2 separate regions of the Sus scrofa genome follow, and region 1 is linked to region 2. The links are chromatin contacts, called in public promoter capture Hi-C maps. All regions are on one chromosome and are shown on one strand. Each heading gives the region's core, a stretch centred on a gene start, on an enhancer-like site or on the middle of the called end of the contact. The rest is flanking DNA. Distances are from core to core; before and after follow the strand shown.

What was found. Promoter capture Hi-C pulls out the DNA fragments that hold promoters and counts their contacts.
Region 1: a contact with region 2 is called in a promoter capture Hi-C map of liver, with 2.6 times the contacts expected there. The contact joins the enhancer-like site here to the promoter of PLEKHA1 in region 2. A contact is called at or near these places in 3 of 5 promoter capture datasets (fetal skeletal muscle and liver), 5 of 47 Hi-C or Micro-C datasets (alveolar macrophages, embryonic fibroblasts, fetal heart ventricle and 2 more) and 2 of 2 datasets of contacts at active chromatin or transcription factors (alveolar macrophages and skeletal muscle).

The regions. Positions count from the first base shown.
Region 1 is chr14:132,009,073-132,016,037 of Sscrofa11.1, reverse strand. PLEKHA1 (pleckstrin homology domain-containing family A member 1) reads right to left here. Exons shown (of 13, transcript XM_005654150.3): 10 at 6,217-6,280; 11 at 4,365-4,454; 12 at 3,069-3,109; 13 at 1-1,744. The coding sequence ends at 1,540. Among named protein-coding and RNA genes, the nearest start is that of HTRA1, 30 kb to the left of the region's middle. Within about 2 kb of position 1,522, at least 7 of the 83 cell types and tissues checked have an H3K27ac peak or open chromatin away from gene starts, as enhancers often do. A contact at or near this core is called in liver, where this site is marked.
Region 2 is chr14:131,956,964-131,963,856 of Sscrofa11.1, reverse strand. It overlaps PLEKHA1 (pleckstrin homology domain-containing family A member 1), which reads right to left and starts at 2,925. Exons shown (of 13, transcript XM_005654150.3): 1 at 2,642-2,925.

The sequences.
Region 1 (6,965 bases), core at 273-2,772, 54 kb before region 2:
ATGTTGAGTGGTGCATTCTTTATGCACCCGGATTTTTAAACTGATGTTATAATTCTGGTGTAAGAGATAGTAACCTCGGGACCCCACCACCCTAGTAAGAAATCTCTTTTCCAAAGAAGTCATCTTAGAAAATGAAGAGCAGAAATGGTGACATGTACGAATTCAAAACAAGACAGTACTTGCAATATGGCAAAACAGCATACAAATAGCAGCATGTGAAATTCAAGACTATTTTCTTAAAGCAAATGTTTAAGACTGAACCGTTAAAAACAGTACTTGGTCAAACTGGTCTGTTACTCAACACCCGAAACTAATGATTTTTTTCGAGAGGCGCTCACATCTGTGACAGCCCATGATTAAAGGTCTACTCAGATCTGTGTGCTAAAACAGATATATTGCACAGACAGGAGAATGACAACATTCTGGTCTAAAACAAAATGGTTTCTTATTTAATATGTTAAACTATGCTACTGAAAATTAATTTCATCCCAACTGTTTAAAACCAATCACATGCAGGCCTTCTGAGCACATTCATCTCAAACATTCCTCGACAAGATGGAAAACACAGGCACTTGAATATAGGGTATTAGTGACAAAAAGCAAAGGCTATGATCACAGGACTAAGGGCTGCATGTCTTTACATATAAACTTGAGGTCGTTCGCTGATCCACGTACAGAAATAAGACCTATTTACAAAACTTTGACAAGCAAATCAGATCTTCCAGAAATTTCATACCAAATAATTTTCACTGAATAAAGCGATGACGTCTGCCAGGTCTTGATTAAGCTTTTACAAACCAATGTCTGAGACACGACTGTTTGATTTCTCATTTCCCCCCTTCCTCCACCCCAGTACAACCCACAACCCTAACAGTCCAATAACATCCCCTATGCAAAACCTACCACTCACCTGGGATCCACAGCATCAAAAATGGTGACCATTTCAAAACTGTCCACACCGCAGTATAAATTTTACAGCACCCAGACGCGTCATGAGTTTTAGGTATATTTGCCTGGCAATATTTCATTCAATAATATTAACCAGCACGAATGTGTAAAGATTGAACATTTAATAGGAAATCACAGTAGCATTTTTAAAACAACCAAAATAATTAATAAGCCTTGTTAATGGTTTAAACTGTGGAACACTGAAGTTGTCAAATTCACTAGGAAAAGAGGTTGCACACACGTTTTTACCACCCCAGTGAGAACAAAGCTGCTGACAGCTGATGCTGAGACACTTAAGGTTTCTTTCTTTCTTTCAAGAAGTTACATTTCGTTTGGCTACGTCCTAGATTCTTGGTTTACCAGCTTAGAAAGAGTGCGTCTACGAGGCTATATGCATGGAAACCCTCTCCCCTTTGTCATCTTTGGCTAGAAGCCTCGTGCAAGGACACTGAGGGCTAAACGGGGGGTCAGGCTTCGGGTGCCTCCCTCACACGTCACTGACTGGAAGGCTAGCGTCATCCAAGTCCACGGGGTCACAGTCTGGTTCCTGAGGGCCGTCTTTACGCTGAGGTTTTAGCAGAGCTTGTTCAGTCACTTTGGGAGCTGGTTCTCTTGGAGAGACAGTCTGGACCTTGAAGTTCCCTGGCTTGACCTTGGCAAGAGATTCGTAAAATCCTCGCTTCTCCACGGTAAAGCTTGAGACCAAAGAGTTGCTGCGAGCGGCTGTGGAATGTGAGGCGGCTGCGTAGGCCGGGCGGCCAGCGCGTTTGGGTTCGGAAGGACAGCCGGAAGGCTCCTGCAAAGAGGAGGGCAGGTCAGACACGGCTGGGCACTGGGGACAAGGTCAGTCACTCAGTGTGAGACTTTATCCTCTGAAAAACAAACAGAACAAAACACACACACACACACACACACACACACACACAGAGCAGAAGCATGAGCCATGCAGCAGACGTGTGCAAGTTCTAGCCCAAAGCAATGCATTTTTAGGAGTGAGTTTAGAGCAATGACAGCCAACAACCATTTCCGCTAAGAAACCAGCTCTGTCACCAACGCCAAATGTGTCAGCTCTGACACTCTGAAGACACAGTCAGCCTCAACAGGAAAGCCGTGTTCCAATTGCAACTCAACTGTTTTAACTGCGGGCCTACCAGCTTCGCCATTTTATTTCAGTCTATTCTCACTAACACTAGGAATTATTCCACATATTCTAGAAAGACTAAAAAATGAAAATGCAGAATATAAAAATTAAAGGTCCTTCTTTCTTTAATGAGCAGAACGCAACATTTTTCAAACCTATTGTTTTGCCTGGCAGCCTCACAAATTTAGCTTTTGCTTCCCTGAATTTTACTGCCACAAATAACAGCAGTCTTTTCACTTCGTACTGAATTATTTGTTTTTGCGTATGGCATACGTTCATATGGCTTGAGATTTTAAAGGTAGCAAAGGGTACATATTTAAGCATTTATTAAAGCTGTGGTAAAATTACTGCGAATTTTAACTTCAATATGCTTCTAATGAAATCAAATCTGAAGATAATCTTAAACACGACCCTTCCAAATGCATTGCCATATAGTTCCTAGTATACCGTGTGCATTTGTGACATTAGTAGCTTTGAGAAAAAAAAAAAAAGTGCTACAATCACCGAAACACCACAGATTCCCATTAGCTAGCCAAGTTTCACCTGAGGTGTGAGACGCCGTGCATGCAGTCTATCCAATGCATACGCAGGCATGAGTCTGCACACAGTGTTACCATAAAGGTGCACTTCGAGTGGTATAGTACAAAAAATCACAAAGTACATAAACTACAGAAATTGAAACTCCCGTGGCCATCAATAATTTAGTTTCCGAAGATAGATACGACCTTCTCATTTGGTAAAGTTCTACTTTCTTCATTATTGATCTTTTTTAAAGCTGCATATCCAACCTGATGACGGCAGTGAGAGGGTGTGCGTTAGTGCTGACAAAGTCAGTTACGGTCACTGCAGAAGGCAGTCTGGTTAACTCAACTTTCTAGAATCAGTGGTCAGTAGTGAGTAAGTCCGGGCCCTCTAGTAAGAAGGCACGTCTGCGTGAGAGCCCACATACGTGCTGCATTCCCCAGCTCTTGGCGTATACCTCTGTATACAAGGGTTCGACAGCCTTCTGGCCTGCCGCATCTGGAACACAGTGCAAAGCTAGGATTAGAGTCAACCTATACTGGGGAGGGGGAGGAAAGAAAGTTCTGCTGATAGTTACAGGTGGACAGTCCAACTTGCCCCCACCACAAAGCACGAAACACAAACGCCCTTCTCCAACTTTTCCTCTTCCCGACAGACATTGTTTTTGCAGAGAGTCTCATACTTGACTGCTGAAAAGGGCACATAACACACAGGCAGTTACCAAATGAACCCCTACGAAAATACTGTAAGAGAGTCCCAAAACGATGTAGGAAAAACCACTTGAAAAATGAGAAAAAATGGATTTGTATTTACTGATCTATAGCTATTTCTAACAAGAAACTATTAAAAGACAATATTACTGCAACACTGGAAAATACCTAAAGTGCAGAATGTCTAGCATTGACCATGAGTCCAGATAATAAAGGCTTTCATGCTACATATTAAACTACCTACTGCAGATGCATGGGCTGTGCTTCAAGGCACCGAAAAGTTTTTCATTTCTTGGTAGAATTTGTATTTTCAGATCAGAGATCAGTGACCAAAGTATTCTAAAGCCAGATCTTACTTATTCCTATGACATAACTTTACATGATAAACTTAAAAAGTAAAAATATTCTTCTTACTATCTGAGAATGTTCAGCTGTTTTAATTTTATTATTATACTACCACAAAGACAATTAAGAGAGTAAAAAGCAGCTTCTTAAATTAACCTAGTAAAAAAAATGAGAATGAAAACATGAAGTGGAAAACACCAGCTGAGAATACTAGATTATATTCAAGGTTCGAGCTGCTCAACTCTTTTACGGAACTATGAAGGAAAGCCTAAATTGAAATTATAGGAAGTAAAAAGGAAATTGAGACCGTGACAAAGCTGTGTAATGCTACAACTAAAGGTAACCTTTCGTGATCAGGCCAAATACCCTCCTAAAAATTGGTAAAATTATACCAAATCTGGACCTACTGACAAGTAAGAACTCCTAAAACAAAACAAGGAGATGTTCATTCTTTAGTTGCCCTGCTTGTGCATTTAAGACAATACAATGCACAGGAAGTTACGTATACAGAACACTACAGGAAGCATTAAATTAGAAACGCATTATTTTTTTTTGCAAGTCCAATTGGTATGAAAGTCAACATGCAGATAAATCTCAAAACAGAAAGAAACCAAAAGGATTAGGGGGAGAGGAAGAAAAATAACTTGACAGGATCAGGGGTCCCAAGGGAGTATCACCCCAGAGAGGAGGGAACATACAGAGGAAGCGGATCTGCCGGGCCCCCGCTGTGCTACGATGGCGCCAGAGACGGCTTTAATCCAGCTGTGCATCTCTTCCGGGCTATCGGCCTGAGGGAAGGAAGGAGCCATTCAGTCAGGTGTTCCGCAAAATTGGCTCCTGTCTATAAAACCTGTGTATTCATTTTGGTAATTAATAATGTCAACAATAAAATCATTCCAATGCAACGACTGCCCCAAAATTTTAGAAACCACTTTTTTTAAACCAGGTTTTGCTGGGTAAGTTATTACATAGAGATGTAAGCCAGGCATTTAGTGTTTTAAGATGAGACACATTGAAAAGTCTCAATATGAATAATTCTAGAGAGAAAACAAGGAGGGGAAGAAGTCAGAGCAAGATCTTCTCATTTTGCTCTCCTCCTGCTATACTGTCTGAATTTTCAAGAAGAATCTCTCTGTAATTGTGCAGTTCTAAAACCATTTTCACATCATCATTTTTCTAAAAACCATTTCTAAGAGTACCCTACCCCTAAAAGAGGTACTGGTAGTCACTTTCCAAAGCCTCATCTTCCTTGATAGGACCAGGGCTCCCATGTACATTAAAAACCTCTCTCTGACTTTCATCCGATGAAGGCCCGCAGAGGGGTGGAGAGGTACTGCTCTTCGCTTCTAGATTCTAGAATCTAGAAGTTTAAAAAAGTTAAAGATACAAGTAACACTTCTGAGTTAACGACAGTAACGAGAATTCTTAAAAGGAAAAACTCAAAGGAGGCAAAGGTAGGGTATACTTTCAGTGATTCACCGCAAACAGGAGCACCGGTCTAGAAATCAATTTGGCAAAATAAGGTTCATGCTCAGATAGTTATTCTCACTCTAGAAACATCATAAAGTAGGAAAATCAGGCAAATTTGTGCACAAAGTGTTCACCACCACATTACTTTATCACAGTAAATGTATAAAAACTGTATCACTGAGTGATCAGTAAGAGTGCAGCAGAGAACAGCTTAATTGTGAAACATTCATGCATGAGAATATGATTCTAAAAGGTGTTCAGAGAATTTTAATGTCATGGGAAAAAAATGACTATGGTAAACGAAAGGATATATATACCACAATACTTCATATGCTCCTGCCTGTCATAAACAGACATGTCCTCACGAAGGAAAAAAACGGCTGCCTGAATGTGGAGTTTGTTTAATAAAATACAACATTTGTCTTCCTATTTTTCTGTATTTTCTAAATTTTCTGCAATAAGCATATGTAAGAACTTTCATAAAACAAATGTTCTTTTAAATAATTTATCTAAACAAATCAATCTGGTAAGTAAAAAATGTATTTTAAACTTAAATACAGGATACCTACCTATCATTCCTGAAATTATAAGATCTACTGCATACTTTTTTTTTTAATACTGAATTATTTATTTTTATTTAATTTTTCTGGCTGTAGCATACGGAATTCCTGGGCCAGGGGTCCAATCTGCCACAGCAGCTACCAGAGCTGCTGCACTGATAATGCTGGATCCTTAACCCACCGCACCACCGCACCACAAAGTAACTCCTACTGGGTACTTTTATTATGGACATTTGGGCCTCCCTTTTTGTAAAATTACCAAACAGTGATATAATTTAAATTCCCTTCCTCCCAATAACAATTATTCAACAAATTTCCAGCAAAGAATATCCTTATTTGCTGAACATATATATGACCTGCCAATTATCTTTATATGATTAAGTTTTATTAATTACATTTGTATTATTTGTCATATTTTTTGCTTATTTTTATGAGCAACACATTTATTTGTGTTCATTTTACCTCTAAAATGACTAATTTCTTGTTAGGAGGATCTATAATCGCCAAAGTAGTATCTTACCTGCACATAGAAAGTTCGAGACGATGTTACAATTTCAAAGAGGTTGTCCCTCATCATTATGTCACTGTTGACAAAAAAATTTTCCAGTTGTATTTAAACAGCAGTTGTTTGACAGTTTTTCTTTCACTTGTTTGCCCAGTATCAAATATGCATCAATAAGAAAAAAATGAGGAGTTCCCATCGTGGCTCAGTGGTTAATGAATCTGCCTAGGAACCATGAGGTTGCGGGTTCAATCCCTGGCCTTGCTCAGTGGGTTAAGGATCCGCCGTGAGCTGTGATGTAGGCTGCAGATGCGGCTCGGATCCCGCGTTGCTGTGGCTGTGGTGTAGGCTGGTGGCTACAGCTCCAATTCGACCCCTAGCCTGGGAACCTCCATATGCTGCAGGAGCAGCCCAAGAAATGGCAAAAAGACAAAAAAAAAAAAAAAAAAAAAAAAAAAAAAAAAAAAGAGTATAATATTGACTTAATTGAAAAATACCAAGTTATCATTTTTCTATTTATTTTTCATTACATTTTACCTATTTTATAGTTATATGTATTTTTAGAAAGGCTCATAAAAACTTTAAAATCCAAAGTTCCCAACTGTGAAGCAATCAGTTTGCTCAAGGAAACAATAGAGTTAACATGTTTTCTCATAAAGCTCTATTCTGCAACAGTCTTGAAATACTAAACAGAAGCTGTTCATTAAATTTTGTCCTTTATATTAATAAGCTTAAGAACTGTTTCTAAATTTTTCGTTTTCAAACCA
Region 2 (6,893 bases), core at 1,676-4,175:
ATGAATCTGACTAGTATCCATGAGGATGCAAGTTCAATCCCTGGCCTCAATTAGTGGGTCCGGGATCTGGTGTTGCCATGAGCTGTGGTGTAGGTCACAGACTCGGCTATATTCTGGCGTTGCCGTGGCTGTGGTGTAGACCAGCAGCTGTAGTTCTGATTCGACTCCTAGCCTGGGAACTTCCAAACGTCTCAGTTAGGCCCTAAAAAGCAAAAACAAACAAACAAACAAAAAGTAAAATGCCCAAGTATGTGAACAAGGAATATTTGTACACTACCTCAGCTCACAACTGAGACAGTTGCTGCTGAAGAATTTGAGATTTTCTGTCTAGTAAAGGCAGAGTGTAACTACTGTCACATCTGAATAATTACTACATTTTATTCAGAAAACTATTTATCTTCCTCACTCTTAAATGACAGTTGTTCAAACAACAAGAATGATTATTTAACATCAAGCAGTCTTTCAATGTCAAAGCCTGACTTAAATTATGCTAATAAATTACTTCGTGGGTTTCATCCAGAAGTAACTATGCGTTTTGCACTAGGGCGTCAAGAACTTTCAGTCTTGTCTTTTTTTTTTTTTTTAAGCTGCATTAAACATTTTTAGAGAAAAAGCCCTATAAAAAAATAAAATGTTTCCATCTTTCCCAAGTATTTTCCTAGGAGTCTTCAATATCATCATATCTCATATATTAACAACCAACATGGAATACTGCCCACAGTGACTTTTTAAAGAAAGTAATTCAATGCTATTCTTAATGTCCTTAAACAATTCTAAAAAGGTCCTTCCGGCTTATGAATTCATGGCAACTTCCTAACAATTGTATACTTATCCTGTTTTACTGTCTCTCCTAGTCTATGACAAACTCAAATTTACACACCACCTCTTTCCTTTTGTGCTACATTGCTAAAACCCAGAGGAAAAAAGAAAAGATACAAATCTGCTACTTCCCCCTCCTTCCCCAAAGCAACAATAAAAACACTAGTTAACAAGATAAAGTGAAGTAGGAAGCAGTTTCAATACATATAAATCACATCTTCTTAACGTCACAAAAGTAATCTCCTGCTTACTTCAAAGGACAAATTAACAGCCATATCCTCTGATCCAGGGATATGCTTCAAGAGAATCCTATCAATGGGTACAGTTGGGTTTATAGCACCATAAAATAAACCAACTATTAACTCAAATTCTGCTAAGCTTAAATAGTCTTGTTTAAATATATAAGTATCATAAAATGTGCTCTCCCCTGGGAAAAAATGACTCGAGGTAAGGAATATTTAAACGAACGCTATTTAGGGAAATATTTTTTTGCCCAACATGAAAATTTCGGTTACGAGAATAAGCAGTTTAGTCAGCATGAATCTTACTATTTTTTTAATAATAGCCCAAGTTCTTTCGTGAAGAAAAATATAGTTTTACAGAATGATTTTTTTCAAGTTTTTCTCTGAATCATAAAAAGCTTACCCAAATTTTGCTGCAACGTGTTTCAATGGCATTAACCAGAGAAAGTATGTGAGCTGAGTGCTTGAGGGAAAATAGAGCAGATTGATCAGTAGTTGGAAGATAAAAGACAATGGTAAAAACCGCATAGTGCACTATTGGTTCCAGTCATTAAGCACACAGGAAGTAAGATTTTCTAGTTAGAAAACTAATTCACAAAGGGCAATGACTTCGTCAAAGCAAAGAAAATCTTATCAAAACAGACAACCATCAATCGTAAAATAAGAAAACAAGTACTAGGATTGGAAGGTGAAACAGGAGAGGAAAATGGCACAAATTGCCTGGCTGTATCTTCTATAACCTGCACTAGCACCTGCCCCCAAACAGTGATGGAGTTTCACTATTTAGGTGCCCAGCCGAGGGCAACTGCTCTGCTTCGGGGCACAGCACAACTACAATTCTACCAAAAGCAGTAAACACTACTTTCATTATGACCACACTTTCCCCTCCGATGGTCTATCCAGGAGGGTCAATAGAAAGCATCTGAAATAAACCACAAACCACTCAAGACTGTTCCAAAGCGGTGCGACTGGCAGCTGGCCTCTAAGCTTAAACACCTGGGTTCCGGTTGCCTCCCTGGTGCTACCTGAGTGACCCTGGATAAGTCACTTCCAGCTGTCGCACTGGTCATCTGCATAATTAAGGTGCGAGGGGAAAGCACTAACACTGCAGGATGCTAAGGCGCAGGGCGGAGTCGACTTGACTCGGTGAGTCCTAAAATGAAAGCGCATGAAAATAATAAAAAACGATGCCCAAGGCAGCTGAGCCCCGGTGGGCACAGCCCTGAAGTCGAGCCACTCCGAAAGGCGTCGCCTGCCGGGAATCCCCGGACAGCTGGCCGGCGCGGGCGTCCAGGGGGAGGGCGCGACCGCACTTTTTAGCAGAACCACCGGCTAGCTCCCCGGCGACGGCGACCGCCGCCGGGCTCCCCACCCTCCTCGGCCGGACGCCGCCGAGGGCCGAGGTCAGGACAACAATAAAGGAAGGAGCCGCGAGAAGACGACGCCGCCGGGAGCTGGCGCGCGCAGGTGAGCCGGCCCCGCGGCCTCGCCCAGGTGCAGCCGCAAGGGCGGACCCGCGAGCAGAGGAGCCGCGGGGGCCGGGACTCCGCGCCGCCCGCCGCCCGCCGCCCCGCACTCACCAGTGCCCGCCAGCCCCTCGAGCCTCCCAGCTCGCTTCAGCGGGCGCCGCGCTCTCGGAGCCCGGCCCGGCTCACCCCGCCCCGGCGCCGCGGAGGTCCTCACGCGGAACTTCCCAGCGGCCCTGGACCTGCAGCACCCGCGCCGCCGCGGCCCGGGGTCCCACAGGCAGTGAGAAGCCGGGAGCGGCGCCCACGACGGCCCGCCTGCGCACTGCGCACGCGTGCCCGCGCCGCCTCAGCCCCCAGACGGCGGCCGAGATTCCGGAGCAGGCACTCCCAGCCCGCGGAGACTACAAGTCCCGACACGCCCCGCGCAGGTCCTGGAGGCGTGGTGGGCCGGGTTCCGGGCGTCTTTCCTGGTTCCAAGGGAGGAGACCCCGGACGCCTCGGGGAGGACCGCGCACGGGGCTCTGGGCCCTTGCACTGCGGTGCATCCTGGGATTCGTAGTTTTTCAGGACGACCAGGCTTGGCTCGAGGGTGGAATTCAGGATTGTCTTATGTCACCGCCTAGAACTTCCAGGCACAGGGATCTTTAAAAATAAGTTTCATTCTTTTGCAGATAATTAGTTTGTAAGCTGTCCCATAATCAGTCCAGGAGGTATAAATTCACAGGCTATTGTGCGACCTGGGGAAAAAAAGCTTTACAACTCTTCACCCCAATTTTTTGCTCCTAACAATTTCTTTCTCTCTAGAACTGTAGATCCACTTCCTACTTAATAGGACAGGAGGCTTAGAGAAACTTAAAGGGTGGTTTAGTAGAAATTCGATTAGTCCAAAGGCTGGAACGTAAATATGTGTTGTCATAAATATTTACTCGTAAATATTTCAAGTGTTTGTTGAGCGCCTACCATGTCAAGGCCAGACTTGGTATACACTTGAGAACAAGTGTCATGGAGCCTGCAGTCTGTAGGAGGAGCTAGTCCTTAAAAAGCAAGATAAAATACATTGAGAGTTCCCCTTGTGGCTCAGCAGTAATGAACCCAACTAGTATCCATGAAAATGCCAGTTCCCTCTGTGGCCCCGCTCGGTGGGTTAAGGATCTGGCGTTACAGTGAGCTGCGGTGTAGGTCCGATTTGGAATTGATGTGGCTGTGGCTCCAATTCCAATCCTGGGAACTTCCATGTGCCTCAAGTGCAGCCTGGGTCAGAGGGTGTTTGGGGTGGAGGAAGAAAAGAAAAAAAAAAGGATAAAGATAAATACATATGTTAATGGTTAATGCCTTGGAGAAACAAAACAAGTTAAAGAGACAGTGTAAGGAGGGGCTCATTAAAAAGGATAGTCAAGAGTTCCTTGTGGCTCAGTGGTTAAGGAATCCAACTAGGAACCAGGAGGTTTCGGATTCCATACCTGGCCTCCGTATGCTGCGGGTGCAGCCCTGGAAGAGACAAAGTCCAAAAAAAAAAAAAAAAAGAAGAAGAAGAAGAATGGTCAGGGAAAGCTCTCAGGGGAAATGAATTTTGAGCTGAATCCTAAAAAAAAAAACAGAATTATTCAGACATGCAAAGAGCTGGGAAAGGATTATATGCCACGCCTGTCATAGTGCATGGCACACACCAGGTTCTCAATAAATATTTGTTTCATTTGAGTCCTTCTTCCTTTCCTTCCCCCACACAGCCTTAGATCACATCCTTCCCCCTTCGAAATCTTTATCAACACCTTCAGAACATCCTTCCTATGTGAAGATGTGCAGGAGACAAACCAATGTCCAGCCATGGATAAGCTGTATATGTACAGCTGCTAGGACAGAAAACACAAGGCAAATGCTGCCCAGGCTGGTGACATGGCTGAAACTGAGACGACTTAACCCCATCTTTATTTGTGAACTGGGTTAAAAGTTCTCATCACCAGAGTTCCCGTTGTGGTTCAATGGTTAACGAATCCGACTAGGAACCCTGGCCTTGCTCAGTGGATTAAGGATCCGGCGTCGCCGTGAGCTGTGGAGTAGGTCACAGACGGAGCTCAGATCCAGCGTTGCTGTGGCTGTGGCATAGGCCGGCAGCTACAGCTCCGATTAGACCCCTAGCCTGGGAACCTCCATATGCCGAGGGTATGGCCCTAGAAAAAGGCAAAAAGACAAAAAAAAAAAAAAAAAAAAAAAAAAGTCTCATCACCAAGGCTGACCTCCTGACTCACTTCTGTTTATGAGGCAGAAAATCGGATTTAGAGTTTGCCATTTTGAGATCCTAAAGGAAACTTAGATATTATCTCATTCCAAACAGAAGCGAAGTGAAAAACAGCCCTAGACCTATCTGTGGGCACTGACCTGTGACATTAGGCAGAGGGGGCATGTTGCCTTTCTGATGCCCAGTGACCTCACCTGCTCCCCTTACAGAATATTCTCAGGATCTGATAAGTCAATGGCGAGGAAAAAGCTCTCCAGACTGCAGAGAATGCTTCCCCTCCACACCCCCACCCCCGGCTCTTTCAGCTGCTCTTCAACATTTCAACATTTCCAAGGAGATTGTTTTCTTATCTTTTGAAAAACCTTAGCAGTGTGGCCGTGCTGACACCTGTCTTCCCGAGGCCTCATTTCCTCATTTTTACAATGGTTGAAAGGATTTGGCCCATCATAGTTTATAAACTGGCCAGAGCTGTTTCCTTTTGCTCACACAGTGGGTTTTATTTTTAACCGAATGTGTGGCTAACATTTAAAAATAGGAGATTTCAGGAGTTCTCTTGTGATGCAGTGTTGTCACTGCAGAGGCTCTGGTCGCTGCTGTGGTGTAGGTTCGATTCCTGGCCTGGGAACTTCCATGTGTCACAGACAAAGCCAAAAAAAAAAAAAGAAAAAAAATTTTAAATAGGGAGATTCGAGGAGTTCTGTTGTAGCTCATCTATAACGAACCCGACTAGTATCTATGAGGACGTGGGTTCGATCCCTGGCCTTGCTCAGTGGGTTAAGTATCCGGCATTGCTGCAAGCTGCAACGTATGTTGCAGACATGGCTCAGATCCTGAGTTGCTGCAGTTCCTATTCAACCCCTAGCTTGGGAACTTCCATATGCCTTGGGTGTGGCCCTGAAAATAAAATAAATTAATTTTTAAAAAGGGAGATTTTAAATAAAAATCCAGATGTCACCTGCTTAATCTCTCTAGGCATTTGAACTTGTCTTCCCTGGCTAGAGAGTCTAGAAGGGTCTCCAGCTCCAGAATCCTAGAAAATTCTAGATGAGATATTTGGGACATATGTAAGATAAAAATATATATATATATTCCTTGTTTATCTGAAATTCAAATTCAAACTTAATGTCTTGCATTTGATCTGAAAACCCACATGCAGCGATCAGACCACTGATGCAGAGACTCTCACTCCCTCCAGAGAGAGGGAGACTTTCTCCTGAGAGTTATTACCACGTGACAGGATTGACTGAGTGGTTTTAAATTATTCCTTTGCTCTTTTTTCCTAACAAGCCCCAAACGTTGTTTGACATCTGGAGTCACATTTATAGACAACGAGGAAAGCCAGAGTAATGGCTCAATTTGCCCAAAGACACACAGCAAGCGCTACTTCAAGGTTGCAGTATAACCAGGACCTGTTAGCACCCTGCTGTGTAGAAGGCTCAGGATCAGCCAATAAACACGATGACAGAAAACAAAACAAAAACCACAACCTAAAACAAAACAAACCAAACAAAACCCCCCAAATCACTTCGCTTTTCCTCCAGCCTTTTTTTTTTTTTTTTTTTTTTTTTTTTGGATGGAGAGATTTATTATATAACAGTGCTTTCAGTGTTATTAAAAAAAAAAAAGTATGTGGAATATTCCCTTGTTGAAATTGCAGTCTGGGAGCAAACCAAGAACATTCAGGACCCACAGACGGTGCTGAGGAATGCTGGAATATTCCATGGATACTTGTCATCTGAAGAAAAGGGAGAGGAGGAGTCTGAATTCAAGAATCTGCAGGTTACCTTTAAAGCATCTTTGTCGTCATCATCTTCCTGCCTTGTATGTGTAATGCACTTGGATGTTTTTAGCAAAAATATTTATGGATGGGGTTCCCGAGGTAGGTCAGTGGTAACAAACCCAACTAGTATTCAGGAGGATGTGGGTTCGATCCCTGGCCTTGCTCAGTGGGTTAAGGATCCAGCATTGCCTTGAGCAGTGGTTTAGGTCACAGACCAGACGCAGCTTGGATCTCCGAGTTGCCATGGCTATGACATAGACTGGCAGGTGCAGCTCCAATTTGACCCCTAGCCTGGGAACCTCCATGTGCCGTGGGTGCGGCCCTAAAAAAACAAAACAACAACAGAG